Linked DNA regions of Mus musculus: regions 2, 3 and 4 are each linked to region 1. A link is a contact called in public HiChIP or PLAC-seq and Micro-C data. All regions are on one chromosome and are shown on one strand. The core of a region is the stretch at or near the end of the contact, and the rest is flanking DNA. Distances in the headings are between cores, read along the strand shown.

Region 1 (6,325 bases), core at 2,806-5,305:
CATACCTCACAAACCCTTAGATACTCACACTACACTGCCCACTAGTTGCTCCAGGGGCTTCCCCCGTGTCCTGTCCTAAGTCTCTGCTTTGACTAGTGCTGAGACCTCTGCCTAAATCCCTCTGCCTCTTCCTGGATTTGTCTTGGGTGTTGTTTTGTTTTGTTTGAGATGATGTCTCAAGTAGTTCCAATAGGCCTTAAAGTCACTCTGCAGTTGGGGATGCCCTTGAGTTATCAATCTTCCTGCCTTCACCATCCAAGAGCCATTGCAGAAGGTCTAAGCGAGCTAAACAGGGGGAAAGACTATAGGCTCCACACTGAGCAAGTGAAGGGTGAGGTCCTTGAGGCCTGTTCATAAAGACAGTGGTCACCTACATTGGCACCCTTGTAATATTAGTACTTGAGAAAAGGAGGCAGGGAGAAGAATTCAGAAATAGCGCATTTGAGGCCAGCCTGAACTACATGATGCCCTGTCTTTAAGAAGAAAAAAAATCAAAATGTCACTCATTCTTCAATGTAATCCCAGGTATCTTTTCAAAGAAGTTCTTTCTACCACGGTCTTCTCTAGCCATTCTCCTGCCCTGCCCTTGTCTTGCCTTGTTTCAATTACTGGGAAGACACAAAACTGATATTTGAATTGTCCCAGTGCCTCTGAGGCCTCATATGGCCAGAAATATCTGAAAAACTATCTAAGCATGGTGGTGCACATTCAGTACTTGGGAGGCCAAAGCAAGGAAAGTGTGTCAAGTTCAAAGCCAGCTTGATCCACATAGGGAGTCCATGTTAACCAGGGCTACATAGTAAGACCCTGCTCCCCTAAAAGAAAGACAGAGAAGGCCGGTGTGCTAGTCCACACCTGTTATCCCAGCACTGGGGAGATGGAGGCAGAAGGAACAGGAATTTGAGGCTAGTGACACCAGCATACTGAGTTTATGAATCTGAGGCCAGCCTGAGGTATCTAAGACCCTGCCACAAACAACAAAAATTGAAAGAGTGACTGCCAGTGGACTGAATGGTGTTTTATATAAGGAATAGATGAACCCCTTGAGTTGGTAACATCCTTTGGAGCCTCTCTACAAATGTCATTTTCTTTGTCCTGGTGCTAGGAGGGACAGAAAAAGCAGCTGCCACGTTTGGCCCTTTGCCCTGGGTCTAATGGGGGAAGCAGAGATGGAGCAGAAACTGAAATATGGCTATCTTCACCTACCCCATCCTCCAAGAGAACTGGGGGCAGTGCAGGGAGGAGGGGACAATGCCAAACCTGTCAAAGGAGGTGTCAATGTCAAACCAGGGGTTAGCAGTAGAACTTGGCAGTAGAGCAAGTATGAAGTCCTGAAGTCCTGTTATGGGTCTCTGACACTGGGGGGAGGGGGGAGGCTTTATTTACAGCATGACATAGGGTGGGGTTTGTGACAACCAGAAAAATGGCTATCAATCACAGCAGTTCCTTTTTTTTTTTTTTTAAGATTTATTTATTGATTATATGTAATTACACTGTAGCTGTCTTCAGACACTCCAGAAGAGGGAGTCAGATCTCATTACGGATGGTTGTGAGCCACCATGTGGTTGCTGGGATTTGAACTTCGGACCTTCGGAAGAGCAGTCGGGTGCTCTTACCCACTGAGCCATCTCACCAGCCCCACAGCAGTTCCTCTTGACTGTTTCTCTGCCACTGGTCCCAGTTTCTCCTCTGTGAATCCTGGAAGCTGTGACTGGAGAGAGAGAGCTCATCTTCTGGCTACTCTGATGATTTTCCTACAAGCATCTGTCTCCCTGAAACACAAGGCAGGATGCTTCTCCATTATCTTCCTGAAGATTTTATGTTTCTCTTCAGAATTACTATTTCTGACTCCATCTCTGAAGGTGTGTCTCTATACGCAAAGGAAAACACCCAGAGACATCTTGCTTGTATCAAGTAAATACCACTTTAGGCCAGCCACCCCATCTGTAAACCAGGAATAAGATCAGATTGCAGGGATACTGACTGGGGTTAATTATATACAGTGTTTAGGGGCCAGGCAGTTACACAGGGACTCTGGAAGCTCTTGGCATAATACTATAGCATTACAATAATTCTGGCTTGCAAATTATAGCCCAGAAGAAACCTTACAGGAGCGACAACTCTGACTCTGTGGCCAGCTGAAAGCAGAATGTGAAAAAAATAAGTTGTGAAATACAACTTCGCTTCCTAAACCTTCAGAAAAGCAAGATACTGTTTCCATGTGCAGCACACATGCAGGGAGCAGAGAACAGGCCTCCAGACCCTGGGGAGGACTTTCTTGGCCCAGGTGGCCTGGCTGACTGCCAGGATCTGGCTTCCTTTCCTTCCTGAGCCTAGAAGCTGGAGGGAGGGGGCGGGACGGGGGTGGGGCTTAAAACGAGGATGTCCTGGTCGGTCAGGTTTTTTCCCCTTAATTGGGGCCTCCCTCCATGCAGCATGATTAAGTGCTTGCGCAGCAGAGCAAGGATTTAAAGGGTAATTTGAGACATATAAGTGTAGGGATACCCAAAATAAGCATCTCAGCATCAACTTCTGGGGTCTCTCCCTATCTATGCTCCACACACCAAACGTTCAGCCTTGTCCTGTGTGCAGAGTTTAAGACTATTTCCTAAGGATGCTAAATGAATAGGTCTCAGGTAAGAAATAAGTGGGAATGTTATCGGAGATTGTTGGGGTTCAGGTAGCAGTGGGGTTTGGGAAATTCAAGTGGTCTTAGGGAACGAGAGAGGCAAGTAGTCTGACTACGTGGGGCTGAGCAGATAGATTGGAGCCTTCGGAGTCATGGGTCTGCCTTTTTCTAGTGTGGTGTCGCTGGAGCCTGAGTCTGGTAGGTCGCAGGGAGAGTTTGGAAGAGGTCACATTGTGCCTTACCAGGTCCCGAAGTCTCAGGATGAGAGTCTGACCTCCAGTACTAGCAGATCCTGGATTTGCTCTCTACTTCGATAGGTTACTGTTCCTACAGGACACAGGAAAAACAGTGTGTCCAACCTATATATAATGTACAGGTGACAGGTGAAATTACGGTCACAGTGTGTTATTTTGGCAAATCACCATTCTGAAGGACGGTTTCAGCTCAGAGGTACTCAAGGGGGATGGGGGGTGGGGCTGGCCAAATAGAACTTCCAAACATATCTAACATCTAGAAGGCAGATATCTTATTTCATTTTCAGGCAGTATTTTGTTCTTGACAAGGCTCCTGCTACCCCCTCTGAGAGCAGACTCAGAAAGCTACCCCCCTTTGGCCTGGGTTTCCTCACGTTTGGATAATAACTCCATTGTCTTAAGTTACATCATCACAGTGCCACCAGATCCTAGTCATCCATGTATAATCTACCTCGGGGCCTCAGTTTCTCCATCTGGAAAACTGTCTCTGGATTAAATAGAGTCTCGCCAGCTCCGGCAACCTTAAGCGTTAAATGTTTACATAGCTGGTTCCACTAGGTTGGCAGTGAACAGGGTTAAAGCCCCACTTCCTAGAAGGTGAAAAGGTAAGCAAACAGTCCGACCTCCCCTTAGCCTTGCTCAGGGATTGGTGCCCCGCCTGGTCCCAGCCGCCTATCCCGTCCGGATCCGTCATCTGGATTGCTAATACACTCATTAGCATAAAGAGTTTTTCCGAAGACCCGGCGCCGGAAAAGCTGAACCGGAGTCTCTGTCCCTTTAAAGAGAAGAGGGACAGCCACTCTCTCATTTTAGGGCATCTCCTCTGCATGGTCCTCTCGGTCAACTAGAGGTCGTGCGTTAGTCCAGCCTGCCTACCACCTCGATGGTGGACATCCATTCCTAGAGTGCACGGCGCGTGGGCCCCCAGGGACTGTGCTGACTGCTTTGGCTTCAAAGAGCCGCAGTCCCTGCTGGAGGGAGGCACGGCCTGCCAAGCCGCAGGACGCGGGCGCCCTAGGGCAGGACCCCGGAGCTGGCGCCCAGGCGGCCGCAGGAGGTGGCTCGTGCAGTCGTGAGGAGGTTCCTGGCTGCACGCGGGGGCGTGGCCTAGGAGGGGCGTGGCATTGGCGGAGGGGTGGGGCCTGCGGGAAGGGGCGGGGCCGCGGCGCTGGGCGGGTTCTGGCGGCCGAGTGTCACACACGCGGCGGCTCGGGAGGCGGCAGCAGAGGCAGCGGCAGAGCCAGGCGCCGCCGGGACGGGCAGGGGCGCGCGGGCTCCGCCAGGCGCCGGCCGCCTCCCTCATTCGTTCGCTTGTTTTCCGACCCGCAGTGGGGCCGGGCTCGCCCCCGTGCACTCGAGAAGCCCGCAGCTGGCCGCGGCTCGCACGGGGCAGGGGCGCGCTCCGCGAGGGTGGGGGCGCTGGGTGCGGGCGTGCGCGGCGGGGGGCGCCTGGCCTTCCGCTCTAGGCGGCCCGGGTCCCTATGAGACACGTCTGTGCGGGGCGCGAGATCCAAAGCTCGGTCGGCGCGCGGCAGGGGCGGAGGGCTGTGCAGCAGCGGCCGGAGCCAGGCGGCGGCCGGCAGGAGGCGGCGGCTGCGAGAACTTGAACTTGGCGACCGGTGCCCCGCACGCCCCCCACCGGGGCAGGGGCGTTGCGGGACTGGGCGACAGCGTTGTCCCCCGAATGGCCGCGGCGGCGGACCGGGCTCGCGCGCCGCGGCCCTAGGCGGCCCTTCGCCATGGCCAAGTGGCTGAACAAGTACTTCAGCTTGGGCAACAGCAAGACTAAGAGTCCGCCGCAGCCGCCGAGGCCGGACTACCGGGAGCAGCGGCGCCGGGGCGAGCGACGAGAGCAGCCCCCGCAGGCCGTGCCGCAGGCCTGCTCGGCGTCCTCGGCGTCCTGTGGGTCGGCCGCCGCCTGCTTCTCGGCCTCGTCGGGCTCTCTGCCCGACGACAGCGGCAGCACGAGTGACCTCATCCGCGCCTACCGCGCGCAGAAGGAGCGCGACTTCGAGGACCCGTACAACGGGCCGGGCTCGTCGCTGCGCAAACTGCGAGCTATGTGCCGCCTGGACTACTGCGGCGGCGGCGGCGGCGGGGACCCCGGCGGGGGCCAGCGCGCCTTCACGGCGGCAGCGGGAGCTGCGGGCTGCTGCTGCGCGGCGGCGGGAGCGGGCGCCGCCGCGTCCTCGTCCTCATCCTCCGGCTCCCCGCACCTCTACCGCAGCAGCAGCGAGCGGCGGCCGACGACGCCGGCGGAGGTGCGCTACATCTCCCCTAAGCACCGACTCATCAAAGTGGAGAGCGCGAGCGCTGCGGGGGACCCTCCGGGAGGCGTGTGCTCTGGCGGCCGTACCTGGAGCCCGACGACCTGCGGAGGCAAAAAACTGCTCAACAAGTGCTCCGCCGAGGAGACCGGAGCTGGTCAGAAAGATAAGGTAAGCTCCAAAGCTATTGGTGCGCTTGGGGAACTGAGGCACTGCCACGTTTCCCATCCCTTGCATCAACTTTGCTCTGGCATCCTGGGGTCTAGGCTACAGCGCTCATTTTGCCAGATGGTGATTAGACTCCGACTCTTTGGTTCCTGCTCCCCAAACGCACCCTTGCGGATCCCAGAGCCAGAGCGAGAGCACCCCGTCTAACTACCCAGAAGACAGACCCAGCCAGCCCTTCCGGCTCCCCCAGTAAAGTTAGCAGCGGCTGGCCTAAAAGAGCATTTACTCTCGTTTACCCCGGGGTCCCTGTAGTGGTCCCCCTCCCAGATGCAGATGGGAATTGAGGTCTAGAATGGGAAAGGGAATCTCCGGGTCGTAGATTTCCTTATTGGCTGTCCCAGAATATCTGTATGTGTGTAAATGCTTCTAAACGTCCCACTCTGCGTGCCAGGTTTCCGAAGCCAAGCGGCCTTTTGTACTAGAGCGATATTGGGAACCCCCATGCAGGCTTTTCCGGTGTTAAGGTTCGTCCTCCCAGAGAATTTACCCATCTGGCCTTTCCCACCCGCTCTCCCCAGCTCCGCAGGCAGTCTGCTAAAAAGAGACCCTTCTCTGCCCACTTCATTCTCTTTCCTGATTCCATCCCTGTAGTACCGTCTCGGGAATGAGAAGCCTTTGTGGCAATCCCCTGCCGAATCTATCAGGCCATCTTGTTCCCTGCTTCATAACAAGGGAGTTAATTACAGGCAGGCCCCTCTACTCTTCCTTCCCTTCACACTCCTGAGTTAACCTCCCTTCCCCCATAAAATACTTGTTCTGCCCACTTCTCGCTGAGGCAGTGTTTTGATTAAATCTGAGGCCCAGTGAGAGATCTTCACGGCAGGGTTGCTTGGCTGGCCGGCCCCTGCTTTGCCTGCGTTCTTCCCCACACTCTCCTTGCAAGCTCAAACTTTTGCCTGGACTGATAGAGATTGGCTAGCCTAGCAGGGAGACATTTCCTACCTGTC
Region 2 (6,976 bases), core at 837-3,336, 440 kb before region 1:
TTGGTTGGGTTTTTTTGTTTGGTTGGGTTTTTTTGTTGTTGTTGTTTTTTTCCCAGAGAAACCAAATTTCTCACTACACACTGATTCTCTGCTTTCTTCTAATCCTTTGAAGAGGTAATGAGCTTCAAAGTTCTCATGGGCATTATAGGTTTGCTTGCTCATGACAAAGCTGCACAGACTGAAATACTACGTCTGACTGGAAATCACACTGGGTTATCTGACTGACACATACTTCAACTAAAAAAACAAAAAAACAAAACAACAACAACAACAAAAAACCCAACTTTTTGTTTGTTTGAAAAGACATCTTTGGCCTCATGGGGGAACTTTGGAAACAATGAAGAACAGAGACGGGATGAAGAGAAGAAACAGCAAGTTTGGCACAAAGAAAAAGCAAATTCATAGAAATAAGAAAGTCAAACTCACTCCAAGCAACGATAAACTCCTGACTCATGAAAGCATCCAGATATTTTCCTCTACATCAAAGCTTAATTTTTGCTATTTATACTTCATCAAACATAAAACAGGCACCCAGAATTGAGTTATAAAGTGCATTTTCTTTACATTTCTATTAAACACCCAACAAATATTAGAAAACTTAAAAAGAGCGATCCTTCTAGGAGCTTTAAACTCCAGATGCAACACAATAGCTCACCCAGCCAGTCTCATGTGGCGCATTTAAAAGGGTATTAGCAGGGATTACATTCCACTTTCAATCCACAGGGACTAAAATCTTAAGGCACTGCCAAGTGCTGCCTCACTGTCTTAGCAAAGAGAAAATCTACCAAAGAGAAGGGCTGAGGAGCTGCGGGCTCTATGGCCAGCACAGTCCTTTGCATGTAACTGAAGCTCGCCTACGTCAGCTGAGTCTACACTATATGCTAACTTATCCTAAAAATTTGCGTGTCCCTGTCATCAAAAACCTTGAAATCCCAACCTGTAAAATATGGGCAGTTTGGGTAAATAGAAAGCCTCTTTAGAAGATTATTATTATGAGCCAAAGACTTATCTTGTCTTGAGAACACTTCAAAGGGTCAGTTAGCTATTCCCATTCGGTTCTTGAGCAGACTTAGAGACCAGAGGTGCAATTGATTCCCGACCTTACATTTAAGCTTTAGAAGCTCAGATTCCAATACATTATCTGCAAAGGCCGCACTGTAGAATGCCACATTTTCATCCACATCATGGAGGTCGGGAAGAGACAGGGATTTAGTTCTAAATTACACTTCTGCCACTAAAGGCGTTTCTAGTTCCAAGAACACTTCTCTGCAAACGTCCACCTGCAGAGCATAGGTGGGCACCACCAACACGAATCGTGGTTTTCTCGGTTAGTTTGTGGTGTTGGTATCAGAATCCTTTGGGGTTGGGCTTTAACATCTATACACACCTCTCTTCCCTGCTCCCCAAGATGACTGGGTAGTGGTAGCCCTGGATATTGACAGAAATGTACCCTCAAGCGGACAGGAGCAGAAAGGCTGTCAGCTCCCACTTGACTTCCAAGACAACTTCTCCGTGAATGCTTGTTTCCTCCCCAGCGCTCACGGTTGACAGGAACGGCTACGTGTAGGTCCTGTGTGATGTGCGCGGCCTGCACCGGCCGGTCTCGAGGGCGGAGGCCGCCGCAGTGTGGCCCGCGGGGCTGGCACAACTGCGCAGAGCTCGGGTACCGCTGCCCAGCACGGGCGGCCGAGGCCGGTTGCTCCTGACCGGGAGCTACTTCCTGCTCAGAGCTGCGCGCCTCCCACGCCCCCCTCTGCAGCTCCTGCTGCACCGCGACCGGCTGGGTGGACGTCCCGGGGCGTCACGCACGACGCTCTGGAACCCCGCCACGGCGGGGACCAGGCCCGGGCCTGAGGCGCCGCGCCCAGCCGCTGTCCTGCCCGTGCCCTGCCGTCCCGCAGCCCGCCCCGCGTCGCCCGCACCTGTCGCGCCCCGACCGAGCTCACCTCGTCCCGGGGACCCGCGGCCCAAGCCCGCGCCTCTGGGCCCGGCTCCCTCCGCTCCCTCCGCCAGGGCGGCCGCCGCCCACTTTCGGTTTCCCCGCACGGCCTGAGCCGTGGCTTGGGAATCACCTAAAGCCCCGCCCTCTGGGCCACGCCCCGTCGCACCACGCCCCGCCCCTTCGCCGGCCGGCTTAGCTCTGCGCAGACGCAGGCGCTCCGGCCACGGCTGCCCACTTCGAGGTCCGCGTGTGAGAAGGGAAACCGACGCCGCCTAGCGGTTTCTGCGCGTGCGCACGCCGTCCTGACGCTCGGGGTGTGGATTTATTTCTCTTTCCACAAAGTTCGTTCTCTTCAGCATCTCAATACTTCTTTTCATCTTCTAGACAGTCTGTCTTTAGCTGTCTTCTAGGTCACTCTTTGGAGGAGGGGGACTATATTAAAATGCTTTGCCACATACCCTTCACGCGTGTGTAACAACGCTGCTTTCATCCACTGCTCTAAAACTAAAGCTGTTTGAGGGCAGAGATCCTAGAACACTGCCCAGTATATAATAAGCATAAAATAAATACTTATCAAATTCTTTAATTCATTCAAAACACGTTGAATAGCTGCTATTTATTCACTCCACGGTAATTCCACTAACATTTATTTAATGCTGGATTGCTTTAACCCGTTGTGAAAACTTGGCATCATTCTGTATATTTTTGCTGAAAGCCTGCTGCTGCTTACTCAATCAGCAATTTTTTTTAACAGTTTGAGGTACACTTGCCATACTATAAGCTGCACGATTCAAATGTACACTTTCATGTGTTTGGTATGCATACAACAGAGAAACAATCACAGATAGTAACATGAGGAACATAGCCACACCCTCAAAGTTCTCTCTCTTTCTATAATGTTTGCCTCATTCCCTACCGTTTAGTCCTGTAAGTGCCCACTTACTTACTATAGAGCTCTTGCTTTTTCTGGAGTTTTATATAAATATAATTATTTCATATGTATTGTCATTAAGGGGGAGGATCTGGCTTTCTTCACTCATCAGAATTCTATTGAGACTCTTCTGTGTCGTTGCATACACTAGTACTTTATAACCTTGGCTCCCTGAGTTTCCACTCCCTGGTATTGACCCAAGAGAAAGGAAAGGGCTTATTCATCACAGACCCGTACAAGGATGTTTAAATCAGCCTTGCTTGCAATACTTAAAGACACAGAGATAGCATAAACATCCTTCAGTGGGTGAGCAGACAATTAACTGTTACAGACTCAATACCTGCTGACAAATAGCAACAGTGTATAGGGCCTATAAACCTTGTGCTTAAGGAACTTTGCATTCATTGGGAAGCTGCAGTAGGCGATGAATAGACTGGAAGGAGATCGTGAAAAGCCGGATATCCTGTGCTCAGTAGGTTCTGTCTTAAGGCTTTGACCAGGGGTGTTCTTTGAACACTGTTCTCTTTCATAATCTCACATCTGGTCCCTGCCTAAAGCTGCCGAAGTGTCTCTGAAACAGAATTCTCTACATTGCCTTGATTCTATTTCAGTCTGTTTCAGATGTCTTTCTCCCTGCCCTGTCCGCTAAACTAAACATGACAGTGGCTTCCAGAGACCTAGAATAAAGCCAGCTCTTTATTTGGACTCTGTAATAATACTCTGACATGCCCTGGCTCCACATTCTGATGGAGGGAAGGGTAAAAACAGCATCAGTGAACTGAGAGGATGGCTGTGGGGATAGGGAATTAGGCAATACTGAATTCTGTATATAAAATAAATCATGAAACAATGTGCATGAACCCTAAGTCTGAGGTCCTTTATGCTTATAGATATGTCCCCCCCTTTGCTGTATCCGATATACAAAGAAAAGTCATGTGCTGCAGCTAGTTTTCCATAACCAGCTTTATTTACGAATAGTTGCCACAAGCAAATATTTTTAAGTACGGCAGTCTGATGAGTTTTAACAAATGTATCCAGTTGCGCAACAACCATCACAATCAAGATGCATAACTAGTTTTATTTGTAGAAGTTCCCTGAGCCTTCTACCTAGCCCTGTTCCCTCCCTCTTCCCACCACTCCTGGCAGCTGGGTGAGAGTTCAGTCCCCTCAGCTTTGTTTTCTCAGGAGCACCATATGTAGGGAACCGCAGGATGTGCAGCCTTTGTGCCTGGGTTTTCACTTAGTGTAATGCGTTCGTGACTCATTCCTGTTGAGCTTATCAATAGTTACTTCCTGTTGATGGCTGTCACTGTATGGCTATGCACAACTAGTTTATTCCTCGAATTTAGTGTGCATTTTTGTTGTTTCTAGTCTGGGGGGGGGGGCCTGTTCTGGTCCAAGCACCTATAAATAACCATTGTGTAGTCAAATGGTTTTCTCACATACATACCAGGGAATAGAATTAATGTCAGGATGTAGGAGAAATGTATTGTTGATTGTATATATTTATGGATATGAGTATATGCTTATGTGTATTTAACCATAGATAATGTATAATTATATGCATAATTACATGTGAATGTCAAAGTGCAATCTTAAGTGGCCACATCTCTTTGTACTCCCATTTTTATCCACGACTCCGCCCCCTGTAAAGCATGAGTCCACTCATTCTCAGTACTCAGCATCACCAGGCTTTTAAAATGGAGCTTGACCCTGTAAGGGTGGAACATTGCCGCTGCGGCACTGAGGGACCGGTCTCATATTGAGGCTTTAACTCGCCTTTCTCCATGATGGCGTGGAGCATCTTTTCCTGTACACAGTGGCTTTTGTATTTGTTCTCGAACAATGGGCAAAACTCCTGTTCTGTAGGTGGATTTAGCTGAGGTGTATCAGGAGGATTCCTCAGAAGCTGAACTGCAGCAAGGAAGTTGTATGATCTTGTTTTGTTGCTCGATTTATAGCTGGAATTCGGGAAAATGAAGACTTTTTTTTTTTTTTGAGACAGGAGCCTGTCTTGTGGCTGAGACTGACATTGAACTGTCCCAAGTGCTGGAATTACAGGCTGCCATGCCCAGCTCAAACTGGCTATGCTTTAGACTTGGGGTTCTTATCCTTTTATGGAACAGTAAGACAGAACATATGAGAGCAACACAGATACACAGGATTTTACAGAGTCAAGTTCCACACATTAAAAATTCCCTTAGGGGAAACCTCAGAGTCAAAGGTCAGTATTTCAAAATAGATAGAATGCAGTCCAAAGGTGTTCTTCCCCCACGGAAAGACCAAACTCATCCTAGGTCACCAGGGGCAGAGGCAGATGGGCAGGTCTCTTGCTATGCAAGAAAAAAAGCACACACATCTCTCATTTCCAAGGCTGCAGAGAGGTCCCAGAGTCCTGAATACGTGGCTTTTGCAAAGGGACAGCCTCCTGGTAGATCATTTGGGCCTTTGGAGACTTCACCAGAGGGAATTTATCGTGGAAAGAAGGTACAAAGCTAGGACCAAGTGTAGGGAGAAAGATGACCCCACTGCCGCCTCATCCCAGGCTAAAAAGGATGGAGCAATAAAAACCTCCACCAAGTTAAGTGTGGTTGTACACACCTTTTAACTCAGCACTTAGGAGGCAGAGGCAGGTAAATCTCTGTGAGTTCACAAGCCAGCTTAGTCTACATAGCAAGTTTCAGGGCAGCCAGGGCTACCTAGAGAGGCTCTGTCTTAAAAAACAAAACAAAACAAAACAAAAACAAAACCCTCCATTAAAAGCCCTCCATGCATTTTTGTTGTTGTTGCTGTTGTTCATCCTGCCAGCCTACTTGTTTAAACAGAGCCATACGGGAGGCCCCAGGACACTTGGCCAAGGCGGGAGGATCCAGGGCTCCTGGAGGAGCACTGTACCTCCCCTTCTTTATACTAGTTCAGCAAGACCAGGAAGGGCCTGGTTTCAAGCATGTGTCTATAGCCCTTTCCCTCTTATCTGACAGGTCTATAACACAACCCAAGATCCACACGTTCTTCATTCTCCACCTCACAAATACTGGGAAGGGTTGCAAATCCCCCCTTCCACATCTCAAGTGGCATTTGGAGACACTTCAAGCGCTGCTATCTCACCTTCTATCCAGAACATCTGTCGCTTCTTTATATTGTCTCCAAAAAGAAAACCCCAAACACATCCACAGGACTCGGATTTCTGTCACTTTCCATCCCGTCAGTGAACTTCAGGGACTGGCTTGTGACATTATTCAGTGTCATGGGTGGTACTCCTCTGGAAACCTCCCTCACAGCCCTTCCCCCAAACCTATTGCTCTCTTAATTGAGTTTCAAGATGGTGCTTTGTTCCTCTGAGGATTCTCACAGAATAGCAGTGCGAGGAGGGCGAAGCTTTCCATCCCCCCTGTGTACTGCTTAACTGAGTCCCCATTCTCCTAGTTGCTAAGCTGCAAGTGGCTTTTGCAGCATTCCGCCTGCCACTCAGCCATTGTGCTGAGCTGTTTTTGCATCCAGGTGGAACCCAGCTTCTCAGGCACTGGTTGCTTCCACAAGGTCAGGAGAATTAGATCCGTGACAAAAGGTATCTCTGGAGAGATCTCTGTTTGATTAATCATTAATGACATGGTCACTCCCAATCCTGCTACCCCCATCCATGAACAAATGGAGAGAAATTTCTAGACAACTATGCTTGTTTTAACTGAGTAAGGAAAAAAAGGTGGGGGGAGAGAGCAGCAAAATCAGAACACAAAACAAAAGGGAGGGATGGCCAGAGCCCTGGTGAAATCCTGGGCTTGTGGAGCTCAGGGCATGCTGAGCAAGCAAAACCCCCTAAGCTTTCCACAAAGGCCTCCAAGGTGAGTCAGCTGAAAGGCCCTAATCCCCTGGAGGGTGATCAGGGACGCCTCAGAGGCCACAGAGCCACCAACAGTGGAAAAGAGGAGATAATGCAAGCTTTAACACAGTGTCTCTCAACCTTCGTAAAGCTTAACCGCTTTAACACAGTTCCTCATGTTGTAGTGACCCCCCCAGACATAAAATTATTTTTTTCTTGCTACTTCATAACTGTGATTTTGCTACTACTATTAATCATAATGTAAATACCTGTTATGCAGGAT
Region 3 (6,396 bases), core at 2,861-5,360, 270 kb before region 1:
AAGTACAGAGCAGAGAGTGGGGTCTGCTCTGCCACCTTCATGACCACAGTGTTGCCCGTGGCGAGTGCCGGGGCCAGCTTCCAGCCCTGCATGACCAGTGGGAAGTTCCAAGGGATTATCTGGCCACAGACACCCACTGGCTCATGTCGGGTGAAGCAGAAATGCTCACCATCCATAGGGATGGTCTTACCATGCCACTTGTCAGCCCAGCCAGCGAAGTAACGGTACACCTTGATGACTTCATCCAGATCCAAGACATAAGACTCCTGGAAAGGTTTCCCGTTATCTAGCGTCTCCAGTGAGGCCAAGTACACTCGATCTCGTTCCACAAGATCAGCTAGGCGGTTCAGCAGCCGGCCCCGCTCTGAGGCATCCATCCTGCGCCATGGGGACCCCAGGCGGAAGGCTTCTCGGGCTGCTTTTACAGCCAGATCCACATCTGCCCGGTCACCTTCGGCCACATGCCCAATGACCTCACCTGTAGTGGGGTTCACTGTGGGGAAGGTCTTTTTGCTGACCGCATCATGCCACTCGTTGTTGATGAACAGCTTGTTGTAGCAAATCTCTGGGTTTGGGATTGGGTTCGGGAGAGCAGCTGCTGTAGAGTAAGAGGTAGTCCTGCCCTGGAGGCAGAGGAGCCGGGGCAGCAAGAGTCGGGCAGTCAGCATCCTGAGGACCTTGGAGCAGATAGGAAAAAAAAAAAAAAAAGCAAGCTGAGCAGGTGGGAGTGAACAGGGTTACCCAGAGGCCTCCAAAAGCATAGGTTGTGGGGTACAAAATCCACCCATCATGTCCCCTTCAATTCCGGCCTGCTCTTTCACCTCTTTTGGGTCTCTATCAAATATTACCGGCTCTGTGTAGCCCTTCTTGGTCCTCCTGTTGCAGTGTTTGAAAGGAACCAATGGCTCATCACAACGCTAAAGTCCACATTTCTGGATGAAAATTTAAGGTGCTAATGAGACACACCAGGCATGAAGTTGTGCATTTGAGGAAAAGCCCACACCGTGAAACCGAGGTGGAAAGCCCAGTTGTATAACAGAAGCCTGGTCCTCTGTGAATTTTTTTTTTTTTTTAAAGATTTATTTATTTATTATATCTAAGTACACTGTAGCTGTCTTCAGACACTCCAGAAGAGGGCGCCAGATCTTGTTACGGATGGCTGTGAGCCACCATGTGGTTGCTGGGATTTGAACTCCAGACCTTCGGAAGAGCAGTCGGGTGCTCCTACCCACTGAGCCATCTCACCAGCCCCTCTGTGAATTTTTAATGTTTGAGCAGCTAAACTCCTCTCCAGCCCTGCTCCCTCCCCATTGGAAATGACCTGACCTTTAATAACCTGCCTCTGTGTTTGCAACAAATACCTGTTTCTCCTTAGTTCCCTATCTAACACCAGAATACCAGAATCAGGGAGCTTCGATAACTGGCGATGTAGCCCAGGTGATAAAAGTGCTTGATTAGCACATTCAAAGCCCTAGGTTCAATCACCCCATGACATAAACCATGTATGGGGCTCATCCCCATGACCCTAGTACTTAGGAGGTGGAGGGAGGAGGGTCGGGAGTTCAAGGCCATCACTGGCTCCACAGTGAGTTTGAAGACAAACTCTGATACATAACACACTCTGTCTCAACAAACAACAGCAGCAGCAAAGCAACCCTGGGACACCTCTGGAGCTGACCTCCGAACCTCCAAAGTATGTTTCTCAGTCTCATTCGCCTTGTACGATCTTACATGCCTGTGCATCGTTGTCCCTAAGCACGTTAGTAGGATGAGCTCCTCTGAGGCAGGGATTTTTGTTGCTGTCATTCTATGCCCCGCTAGCGTGGCAGACCTTGAGGGAAGGGACTCTGAGGGATCAGAATTTCTCCAGGAAGCCCCCCTTCTGAGAATGACAATACCCTGCAGCGTCAGGAGATACTCACCAATCCGATAATTTGTGTCACAGCTAAAATTTGCACTGTAACGCCTCCTGGCTTGAATTTTATCTTTTTAATAAGATTTTAGTGTGGCTACAGGCAAAGCCAAGAGAAACCAAGAACCTTTCTTTCCCTAGTTCTGGCCTAAACCACACACAAAGCCCTTCTCACGCTCCGCAAGCTGGATGCTCTAAGCCACAGAGATAACCAAACAAGCCCTTGGGAGTCCAAGGTCAACCTGGCCTACAGCGGGAGACCCTGCCTCAACAACGCAAACAACGCAAATAATTATTAATTCTGCTCTTTCGTCAGAGTCACCTCTATGACCATGTCCGGTCCTAGGGTAGACCTATTGCTGACTGAGTGACACACTAGGAAAACACACTAAGATTCCCACAAGGGCCACTGAGGAACTGCCCTGAGATCTGAGCAAGGACCCTAGAGACTTGGGACCCCAGTTCCCTCAAATGTAGAGTTCCCTGGGGTGGTGTTGAATGGGGTCTTCCATGTCTAAAACCAGAGACACTCCACTCTGGCAGACATCAGAACACTCAAGGTCTCAGAAACCAACCTGGCAGAGCCCCCCAACCCCAGAACAGTGGGACGGGGCTTAGTTTTCTGGGGTACAAGTCAAACACCAGCTGAGGTAGGTCTGCTTATTGTCACCTAAAACAGCAGTGACTTTCTTTACTAAAACAGCATGATAACATGATGAAATGTAAATGTATCTAAAATTGCATAAACGACTGTTAGACTGTGTTTCTACTTCCTAGATTAGTTACACAGTTAATCTCTGGCTAGGAATAGAAACCTTGTGTCTTTTCTGTCTCACTCGGAGGCTTGCTCCACCCAGCAGTAAAATGTAATTGCACCAGCCCAGATCCTTGACCTCCACCCCCACCCCCACCCCCACTCCCATCCCAGGCCCTTTCAACCCTCTGTCCCAAGTGCAGAGAAAGAAAAAAAAAACCTAATCCACGAAAGCAAGGATCCCACCAGGTCCTTAGCCATACAGAAATCAATGCTGACCAGAAAAAAGCCCTCCCAGGGGAACCTGAGCCAGCAGGCCCATCAAGGACATCTGCTTTGTCCTTGTAACCAAAAGACCAGGATCTCTCTCTCTCTCTCTCTCTCTCTCTCTCTCTCTCTCTCTGTGTGTGTGTGTGTGTGTGTGTGTGTGTGTGTGTGTGTGTGTGAAATTGCTCTTAGGTCACACCAAGGCTCTGCTGCTCAGAATCTTCACAGGGTCCAAGTGGTTGCTTTCATTTTGCACATAGAAAAGTCTCTGGTCCGGCTGGAGAGCTGGCTAAGCAGTTAAGAGCACTGACTGCTCTTCCAGAGGTTCGAAGTTCAATTCCCAGCAACCACATGGTGGCTCAAAACCACCTGTAATGAGATCTGACGCCCTCTTCTGGTGTGTCTGAAGTCAGCTACAGTGAACTCACATAAATGAAATGAATAAATCTTGAAAGAAAGAAAGGAAGGAAGAAAGGAAGAAAAGAAGGAAGGGAGAGAGGGAGAGAGAGAGAGGAAAAGAAAAGAAAGAAAAGAAAAGAAAAGAAAAGAAAAGACAAAGCTCTGGTCACAGGTTATCCAGCTTTACAGTTTGCGGTTCATCTTCTCACTGTAAATTCAGCAGCCTCCCTCCCTGTCCCCGTCAGGTTGAGTAGAACAGATTTTGATGGCTACTCTAGAGGGAACCACAGATGTTCAGGGACACTACTCTCTCATCTTTGGATTTGGATTCCCAAAGGCCTAGCTTTGTGGTTCCTCCCAATATCAGATACTCATGTCCACCGAGTGAAAGGCCTGAAGTCAGAACCCCGGAACACACACTTAGACCTAGCCTGTCCACTATGGCCAGTGGCTCTAGCCCCAGATGGGAACCAAGATGAGAAGGTTTGGGTGGTTCTGTGTTCTCCCAGCCCATCCAGTGTCTCCCCGATAGGAAGCGGCGTGGAAAGAACCCAGCAGTGCACCCGGAAGAGACCTGCCATTCGGGGACCGTAGCGTGCCCCAGTGCGGAGGGAGGGCGGCGGTAGCTACCTGCGGTGGTCTGGGGCTCAGGCTCCGAATCGCGCTCAGGCTCAAATTCTAGTATCAGCGTTCTCCGGTCAGTTCAGCAGCCGTGCGGACCCGCCTCGCTCAGCCGCTAGCCAGCCAATGTGGTTCCGTCACCAGCTAAGCTCCGCCTGCTCCCGGCACCGCCCACCACTGAGGGATCTCGGCTCAACACCCTGATTTCCCCTAGCCTAATCTTAGGTCCAGCATCAGGCACCTTCCAGAGGATTCTGATTTGGCTTCTTTGGAGCAGGCATCTCAAGTCTGAGAGCCTAAGGACACTCCTTTGACAATCAAAAGAGGGACCCAGAGAGAGGTGGGGTTTTCCTAGGATCACATGCCCGGCTCTATCCTGGGACCCCTCCTTAAATATCAACCATTGACAGACCTTGTTGATAGAGTGCCGCGGATCAGCATTCCTGAGCCTGTTTTACTAAGACAGTACTGAAAATTCTTGTTCCAAAATCGTGAGCAGATCGGATACATTCCAAACAAAATGGGCTATGTTGTTTATAAAGTCTACATTGACCATTGGTCTCTGCTTTTGAGCTGAGGGTGGACAGTTGGGCCAAGACCCTGGGGTTGGGGTTGTAGGAACTGAAGATTTTTAAAATAACATGCATTTTAAAAAAACAGCCTAAAATGCAGTCAGAAAGACAGTGGAAGTGAGTTACACGGGGATTAGGCTGGCTGCCATATTGTGTGAAGAATCCTGGCGGTGTTAAGTAGCTAGTTACAGATTAGTGGATTTGAAGGACACCACTCTCATAACCAATGGCTTATAGGATTGAATCTGAAATCGCAGGACTTTATTACTGGTCAAAGGAGTGTGATCTTGTCATAGCTCTTATCCTGGGTAGAGATATAACATGCTGTACTGTCTTGGGTGGAGGTGTCATTAATAGATAACTATCTAAACAACCCTCAGCAAGATTATTGCCTCCCTTCAAGCTTTCTGGTAAAAAAAAACAAGACATACCATTCTTCCTTACTTTAAGAGTGAATCCAAATAGACCTGTCCATCACCCAGACAGAAAACATTCCTTAGAAACAGCTACCTGCTCTAGAAAAAGCCCACTCACAAATGGTCAGCACAGTGGCAGTGGTCTCTGACCTCTGTCTGCTCTCACGTGGTCCCTTTGGCTATTGTGCAATCCCCTACTGCTGGGTGATAAATTCTACCTACCCTCCACCTACACTCTGAGCGTCTCTTCTAGACCTTTCCATGGAAGTCACAGAACTAGGGAGTCACTAAGAAAGGCTGGCACAAGATCCAGGTGACTGAAAAATCTGGAGTATTCTCCCTTTAGAACTCAAGGAACAAAATATGTACACCAAGTCTCTGAAAGTCCAGATCAGGCAGGGTCTGTGGAGTGCCAGAGGGCAAAGCCAGACCAGTGTGTGGGAGGTTATGGGGCACCCCAAGAAAAACATCCTGGCAGAGCATAGTAGGAACTGGGCATGTAGCTCGCCCAGTACTTGTGAAGTTTGAATACAATCCCCGGTGAGGAGACAAAACCCAGAAATGCCCCCCCCACTCCCCGCCCAGGGAGCTCCACTCAGTTAGAGCTGAACCCTTAACGATGCAGCAGAGGAGGAGTTTAAGGCGGTAAGTGTTACTATTTGCTCTTTATCTAAGTGAGTGAGACACGCCACACGCACAGGAAAAGGACCAAATATACCCAAGTGTGGATATGGGCTTCTCAAGGAAGAGTCTGGCTTAGTTAGGTGTCTTTACTATGGCTCTAGATAGATGGGTGGATAGATAGATAGATGATAGATAGATAGATAGATAGATAGATAGATAGATAGATAGTGACTCTGGTTTCTAAGTTACCTTGTTCAAAATATATAATTTACAAGAAGGCAAAAAGACTAAGCAAAGTTTTAAAATTACGTTTTTTAGGGTTTGTTGTTGTTTTGGGGGTTGTTTTTTTTTTTTTAGTTTAAAATATGAGCTGGTCTACATATTGACCTTGACCTGAAGCCTGTCCCTGTAACTGAAGCTGTCAGGTGGTTTTACAAGAGGCATTGCTCAGAGTTAGAGATGAGAAGGGTATGCTCACAGCTCCGCTCAAGGCCATGGACATCCCGGCCCTGCAGAGTTCTTGGTTGTTTTGAACATCCTGTTTAAGAGTGTCCAGGAAAACAGGCACCTCTTCTGTGGGCAGTCTGGCTTTTGTCAGGTTGTGTCTTGACTCTCGGCCAGCCCGCCTGCAGACTAGATCCCAGGGGGAGCGGCTTCTGCCTCTTCCCATCACTCTCCCTTAACTTCCCATCTTTCTCCCCTTCCCCACACACAACCAGACAAAACAGAGCTGGCTAAGGACTGTGAGGGCTGCCTTGAAAGGTGGATGCTCTCCACACTGGAGGAGAATAAGGAGTCACAGACATCCCTACCGATAGGCATTAATTCCCC
Region 4 (6,913 bases), core at 3,478-5,977, 510 kb before region 1:
CACCGCTTTATTGCGGCTACATGTTAGAGGCATTTAGGCTTATTACTGACGGCATAGTCCAGCTTATTAGAAATAAACTACTCTCTGGAAATTCACACTATTGAGCACTGTCTTGTACCCATCAAGCTAGAATCTGCATATTTCCAGAAAGATTCTATATGGTTGAGATGCCCAGTAAAGAACCATTGACATAGAATATGAAGACTCTAGTTCCTCAAGTTTATAACCCTGGTCAGCAATTCGAGACTCTGGAATATGCACCCCGATTCCTGCTGGGGTCCACTGTCTAATTATAAAACACAGGTATGGCACCTGCTGTCTCTCCTTTACAAGATCGTTGTGGGTTTCAAATGGCATGATTGATGTCATCAGCTGCTCAGCGTGACAGGGCTGACAGGGGCTGGGAACTTGACAGGAGACAGGCCAAGTCTGCTTCCTCACTCATGGAGCCAACTGCCTGGTGGATGGGAAAACATGTAAAGGCTGGGGGCTGTGTACCGTGTGCTCGTTGTGATGCCTTGGTCGTTCACCCATTCATTCCTCTGTCAACCATTTATTAGAACCTGTACTGCACTGAACGGTGATGTTGATACCACTACGTATACACAGGAGCTACTAACCCTGCCCTCCAACAGCCTCCTGTCTGCCCAGACGGAGAGGCAGCAGATAGGTCAGGTTGAGCATGCTGGTGCTCTGGGGGTTCGAGGGGAGCAGCATCCCAGGCAGAGGGAGCATCCAGGTAAAGGCAGGGAAACATGTCTGAGCCTTGAGAAGGTTCAAAGAATCTGGGGCAGGCATAGCAAGGATTTCAAAGTACCGTGGGACCAGATCCTGTGAGATGCTAAGAAATCTCAGGTCTTTACTAGGAAATGGGGAATTCCCCCCAAAAGAACATTGAAAGGACCATGGCTCTGCTTTGGGAAGCTCTCTGAACGGCAGCATAATCCCCCTTTTTAAGAAACTCTGACAATAGCCTGGGGTAGAGACGCCTAAGTCCTTGACTGCAATGATGAATGTGGACCTTTGAATGGATAGGAGCTGTAAAGGAAGGCAGCGTCTACTGAATGGCCGTGTGGAAGGGAGGCTCTGCCTTGGTGCCTGGGTGGACCGTGGCTTTGTTGACTAAGATGAGAACACAAGAAGATGGACAGGAGAGACCAAGGCTAGGTCTGCTGAGGTTGAAACATCTTTGGGGAGCTATTACTGGCGTTGTGCAGTATGCAGGGGCCCAGGGCTAACAGAAATGGGAGAGGGGGTGGGGCAAGAGGCCAGGAGAACTAAAAGCAGCTGCACAGAAAGGCTGAGCAGTAGATAAGCCCATGAAGAAGTCAGAGTGAGGCCAAGAGGCGTCTGCTTTCCTTGGCTTGTTTGGGCACTGGAGGAAATGTCCAATGGTTACTGCCATGGTCCACTACAGACGTCTTTAGCAACAGCCCTGTGGCGCTACTCTAATATCCTAGAGTAAAAGGCAGCCTGGTAAAGGGAACACGGAGTATAAAAAGGACAGGGGCAGAGGGGTGGGACCTGTCTTCTTCTCCACTTCCCACCCTCTCAGGCACTGTGATATGGAGCCTGTCCTCTCCAGGAGGGCACAAGGGACGTGCGTGCTTGAGTGTTTAGCATTTCTATCAGACAAGGACCCAGTGCCTCGGCCCAGGAGGCTCCAGACCACATCCTAGGTTGATTCCAGTGAGCTCATTCTTTCAGAGGCTGTTGCCATCATAATAAACCAGAAGACTGTATAAAACAAAAGGGAGCCAGCCCCCCCCCCCCCCAGCGCTGTGGGAGTGACTCCTGCTAATCCCAGGAAGCAGGCCCCTGGCTTTAAACTGATAATGACTCCTAGCAGCCAAATAATTGATCTAGCTGGTGTTCTGGCTTTAAGGGAAAGTGAACTGGCCTCTTTAGAAATGTTGGCAGCCTGGGCTGGCCCATTAGTAAGACTGAAAAATCAAAACACTGTCCGGAAGAAGCCATATGACTGGGCTCAGCAGAAGTCATCAATAGATGACATCATCTCAGAAGTTAGCAAGCCAAGGTCATGGGGCCCCCAGAGCAGGGTCAGCTCACCCTTCACGGCTCACAGATACTGAGTCAGCCAGGGGACACAGGGGCCCAGACCAGAGCCTGCTTCATTCTAACTCCCCCCCACCCCCAAGCCCCCCCTTTATTTTTGCTCAGCAAAGTCTAGAGGGTTGAAAGCCACTTGCAAAGCTGGTGACATATGGCATGTTCTTAAGGAAGGACCTCAATCCTGCCATGGGCACACCCCTCAGATTCTCTTACACTCTGTGGTTGCCCCTTGATTTGCCTCTACCACTTATGCTGGCCATGTCACAAACACTGAGGGCTGCCCTCTGCCCCAGCTCTGACTGCCTTTCTCATCTACGCTCTGAGAGAGTTGGGAGCTGTCTCTACTTAAGCTCCAGCCTCTGTCTCCTTAACCACATCCTCACAAGGTACTGGGCAGGGTCTAACGAAGCTCAGGGCTTGCCCATCATCACTTCCTATCACAGCCTGAATGAAGTGTCCACTATGGCTAGCCCTGTTGTACACAGGGGGAAACTGAGGGCACCAGCTTGGTCTCCAGCCAATCCTAGTTTTTAATGCTCGGCTGTGCTGCAACCAAGTCCCCAATGCCTACCCTGGATTCTGACGGAGTCTCCACACTTCTCAGCATTCTATCCCTGTGTAGTAACTGTGCCCACCTCTCCACTAGGCTCTTGGAAGGCTGCAGCCCCCTCTACCCTCACCCCCCCACACACACACACACCTGGACTCCTGGGGTCCTCATCCCAGATCTGGTGCCCCAGATCTCCCCTGCACTTCCTTTTTCTCCAGCTAGAGGGCTTCCCAGAAGACTTCCAGCCCTGCCTCTTCTGCACTCCAGCGCCACTAAAGACCATCCTGTCCACTAAGGTCATTTCTCAAGGTCACACTGAGTGGGTAACAGAGCCGGGGCTGGAGCTAGGGGCCTGAACTCCTGGCCATTCCCTTTATTGCTTAGAGCTGACACCACCTAGTCCCTGTGTTCTGTAGTTAAGCTGCAGCCAAGAGCCCTGCCCAAGAAGGGAGAGAAGGTGTGAGACTCTGATAAGGTGGGCTGGGCTATTTTTAGAGGGCTCTAACTTCCCACTTAGGATGCGAGGCACCCAAGAGCCAGTGGCTGTCTAAACCGTGGACTGCAAGGCTAGCTCATTAGAGAGCAGATGCCAGAGTGACAGGCGCCCTGTCTTCACTCTGCCTGTTTGTTGTGAGGTTTGAAGTCGGTGAGAATCTTCCTATTGGGTGATTCCCCTTTCACTCATTTATCTGTGAAGCCCGGAGATAGCTTTAGAGAAAACGGAGCGATCTTCAGGATCTATTACTAGACTCTCCACACTATTACTCCAGCCTGGGAAAGTCCCAGACATTAGCAGATCACAAAAGAGGGGTGCAGAGTCCCCAAACCTGCCAGGAAAGGTCGGTAGAGACAGGAAAGGCAAGCAGACTGCAGTGGGGGTTGGCATGACCTTGAGCAAAGGGTTCTGAAGCCCTTACAGGGGCAACAGTGGGACCCAGGGTGAAAGATAAACCCTGTGGGAGGGAGCCCCCACTAAGAAAGAACCCAGAATCTGGGTTTAGAGTCTGGCTCTGCCAGGTCTTCGGAATCTCATGGGGAAAGCTGAGAGAGGTAACTAAACAGAGAGCTGGGGAGGTTCCGGGTTAAGGGAGTTATCACAGGTGCCACACAGGGAACTGAATTGCCTGAGCCTGCCCAGTTCATTTGGTCACTTGTTTTGCCGAGGTGCTGCTAGCAACTCAGCCTAGAGATGCTCCCAAACACCCCAGGCACACTTCCCAGGCTATTCCGAGGGCCACAGTGGGTCCTAGGCCAGGATTTGAGTTCCAAGAGCCACCAAAGTCTCTGACTTTTGCAGCTGTGTCCTCAGCATCCTTACCCTGCCTGAAACTGCAGAACAGGTGCAGGGGAGTGTAGGCAGTTCAGAGCACGCCCTGGCCACTCTCGTGGCCCCGGGTACCATCTCTTTGAAGGACCCTAACTTCACCTTACAAACAGGAAAACGAGATCCAGAAAAGAAAGGAGGGTTGCCTAGGCCGCCCCTCAAACTGGAGACAACCAGTGGCCTCCTGCCTCTACCTGGTTGCGCGCAGCGAGGCAAGCGCAGCTGGTGCTTTAAACCTCAGCTAGTTCCAGCAGTTTGGGAAACTTTTCAGGCGCCGGCCAGATCGGTGCTCAGAGGACTCAGCGTCCCCCGAGCGTGTATCCCCTTCCTCCCCAGACTCCCAGGAGGGCTCGTGACCAGCTCACAACGTGCCAATGCCCAAGGCACCCCGGGCGGCTCCCAAGGTCCCCGGGAGACCAGGTCTAGTGCCCCGGGCGCCCTGACTAGGGTTGGGCGCATCAGGCTGCAGGGACGCTTAGCGCCAGCGACCCGATCATCAGGCTGGGGAACCGGACCCCGATCCCCGAAGGCCACCCGAGGCGGCGGCTATTTATAGAGGGAACCGTGCTCAGTCCCTTCTCAGCGGCTGCGACAGCTGAATATTTTGCCCAGATATGGCTGCGCCCCGGCGCGGCGGCAGGGAGCCCCGCGAGGCCGAGGGGGACCTAGGGATGGCGGGCGGGGGGTCTTACCGGGATGCGGGGTGGCGCGAGCGCGGGCGGCGGCAATGAGCGGAACGCGGGGCTTGGCGAGTTCCCTGGCGGCCGCGGGTGGGAAGCCGGGGGCGGGCCCTGTTCTGCTGTCACCGCGCCCCGCCCCAACCCGCCGCCCTCCCCGCCCTCCTGCTCTACCAGGGGCGACAGGGTGCTGCGCGGTCCCCGGCCTGGGAGCAACACTCGCTATTAGGATCTAGGGCCACCCCAGCCCCGGAGGCAGGGGAATGTGTGGTTCCCTGCCTTGTTCTCGGTTTCTCCAACTTGATTTTATGCTACGTTGGAGGTATCTGGACAAAGTCGCGCAGATCTTTACTCTCGTCTAGAATGTTCCAGTAAAGTCAGCACAGCTACACCTAGCTTCCTTTGAAGAGGCAACCTGTCCCCTCGGCCAGGACTGGCACGGGCCCAGGGCTTAATAACCATCTGTGGACGTGCAATTCCAACGCAGAATTGAACGCCTTCTCCCTACACAGCATTGAGACTGGAGCGTCCGAAATCACCACTTAAAATAATCGGAATGAAAGTTCCTCCTTCTTAAAAGGCTAATGTGTTCTCTCCAGAACAAACCACTTAAACCCAAACCGAAGCCTTTAAGTGTTTCAATAAACAAACGGCTCCTACCAACGAATCCAAACAGGCACAGGGAACATCTCCGTTGGATTATCCTACCGTATTTTTTGGTGAGGGAAATCTTAATTCCTAGATGCCTAAGGAGAAACGCTGAAAAGTATTTTCCTAATGCATTACTGTATTATAAAACCCTCGCCCTATTAAGAATGTCCTTTTCAAGGGAGAAGTGGGGTGTATTTTTAAACAAAGCAGGGACTTACTATTCCCAAGGACTTATTTTTAAGCGTTTTGTTGTGGGTGTAAATACTTTCAGGGCACATATTAGTGTGTAGCTTTCTGAATTTTATAGTAAGAACACCTGTGCAAGCCAACCAACAGCCTGACCCCGCTCCCCAGTCACCCACCTCTCCCTTCTAAGACACTGTTTTGTGGACCCTTCCAGAAGTCTTGCCCTTATTGTCAGGTTGGTGCCTCTTGCTCGCTGCTGAGGCTAATTTGTGACGCACCATTCTTTCCTACTGTTCAATTTATAGGTTTCATCCCCAGCGAATTTACCATATGAACATAATATGGTATTTCCATATGAATGCATCCTATTTTAAAAGTGTACTTTGCTAGTAGTGGAAATTCAGAATATTAGTGTGGCTCAGATTATTCTTTCTCATGGTCTGCAGGAAGCTGAGTTGGAGAGTTGAGTCTCTAGGAGAGATGAGCAGAGGATTAATGCTACTTGCAAGTGGTTCCCACTTAAGTTAAACCACTTCGGTTTAACAAGAATTGCTACATTGTAGCTACACTGGTAGAGAGGAGCCGCATTCATTGAGGCTTTGATCCACAACACCAATGCCCTGTGTTCACATTTGCTGACACCTTTTTGTTTATTGGCCAGCTGGATTTTCTTTTTTTGTGAAGTGTTCGTTCAAACTTCTTGCCTATTTTTACCGAAATACCCAATATATCAACACAATATGGACACATACCATATACCACATATGTAATATGCAACAGTGCGTATCCTTCCACTTTGCTCTTTCTCCTCCAGCCTTTTAAAGACAGCTGTCTCTGGCTCCCAGGTGCTCTGCCAGCTGTGTCTGGTACTTTGCTACCTTAGTCTCTCACAGGCAGGGCTCTGGTCCACTGGGAATGGACTCCGGACTTCAATACAGGCTAGTGGCTAAATTCATGTGTGTGTCAAGCGACCTCACATCACACTAATTTTATCCTTCCATCAAAAAACATAAATGCTTTAAGAATGGAAATGTTTAAGTCAGGGAAATAGGAAAGGCTTCCTTTGGTTGTGTACAATTCAGGGATCTGTGTTCTTTTCTGCTGCTGAAAGACATGGCTATAAAAATCATGACTTTGCAGCTATTGGATGGAACACAGGGCCCCCAATGGAGGTGCTAGAGAAAGTACCCAAGGAGCTAAATAGGGTCTGCAACCCTATAGGTGGAACAACAATATGAAATAATCAGTATCCCCAGAGCTCGTGTCTCTAGCTGCATAAGTAGCAGAAGATGGCCTAGTCGGCCATCACAGGGAAGAGAGGCCCCTTGGTCGTGCAAACTTTATATGCCTCAGTACAGGGGAACACCAGGGCCAAGAAGAGGGAGTGGGTGGTTAGGGGAGTGGGTGGGGGAGCATGTGGGGGACTTTTGGGATAGCATTTGAAATGTAAAT

Evidence for each region. A called contact is a pair of places that touch in the nucleus more often than the background predicts. HiChIP or PLAC-seq counts read pairs in DNA pulled down with a chosen protein or histone mark.
Region 2: a Micro-C map of embryonic stem cells shows a contact between it and region 1, with 4 times the contacts expected there. The contact joins the promoter of Tdrd7 here to the promoter of Shb in region 1. A contact is called at or near these places in 6 of 39 promoter capture datasets (the 3T3-L1 cell line, 3T3-L1-derived adipocytes, frontonasal cranial neural crest and 2 more), 3 of 484 Hi-C or Micro-C datasets (embryonic stem cells and liver) and 4 of 115 datasets of contacts at active chromatin or transcription factors (embryonic stem cells, epiblast stem cells, extraembryonic endoderm stem cells and 1 more).
Region 3: a contact with region 1 is called in an H3K4me3 HiChIP or PLAC-seq map of embryonic stem cells, with 23 read pairs. The contact joins the promoter of Aldh1b1 here to the promoter of Shb in region 1. A contact is called at or near these places in 14 of 39 promoter capture datasets (the 3T3-L1 cell line, the C10 cell line, cranial neural crest and 7 more), 1 of 15 datasets of contacts at CTCF or cohesin (the NIH/3T3 cell line), 8 of 484 Hi-C or Micro-C datasets (LSK cells, bone marrow-derived dendritic cells, cerebellum and 4 more), 21 of 115 datasets of contacts at active chromatin or transcription factors (the SCID.adh cell line, VIP interneurons, acute myeloid leukemia and 13 more) and 5 of 9 other capture datasets (adipose tissue, embryonic stem cells, embryonic tail and 2 more).
Region 4: an H3K4me3 HiChIP or PLAC-seq map of pro-B cells shows a contact between it and region 1, with 2.8 times the contacts expected there. The contact joins the promoter of Tmod1 here to the promoter of Shb in region 1. A contact is called at or near these places in 1 of 39 promoter capture datasets (neural stem cells), 1 of 484 Hi-C or Micro-C datasets (cardiomyocytes) and 2 of 115 datasets of contacts at active chromatin or transcription factors (cardiomyocytes and pro-B cells).

What each region holds. Positions count from the first base shown.
Region 1 is chr4:45,528,558-45,534,882 of GRCm38.p6, reverse strand. Shb (src homology 2 domain-containing transforming protein B) reads left to right here and starts at 4,055. Exons shown (of 6, transcript NM_001033306.1): 1 at 4,055-5,321. The coding sequence starts at 4,623.
Region 2 is chr4:45,967,407-45,974,382 of GRCm38.p6, reverse strand. Tdrd7 (tudor domain containing 7) reads right to left here and starts at 2,086. Exons shown (of 17, transcript NM_146142.2): 1 at 1,947-2,086.
Region 3 is chr4:45,796,736-45,803,131 of GRCm38.p6, reverse strand. It overlaps Aldh1b1 (aldehyde dehydrogenase 1 family, member B1), which reads right to left and starts at 4,110. Exons shown (of 2, transcript NM_028270.4): 1 at 3,963-4,110; 2 at 1-677. The coding sequence starts at 668.
Region 4 is chr4:46,037,036-46,043,948 of GRCm38.p6, reverse strand. It overlaps Tmod1 (tropomodulin 1), which reads right to left and starts at 4,727. Exons shown (of 10, transcript NM_021883.2): 1 at 4,640-4,727.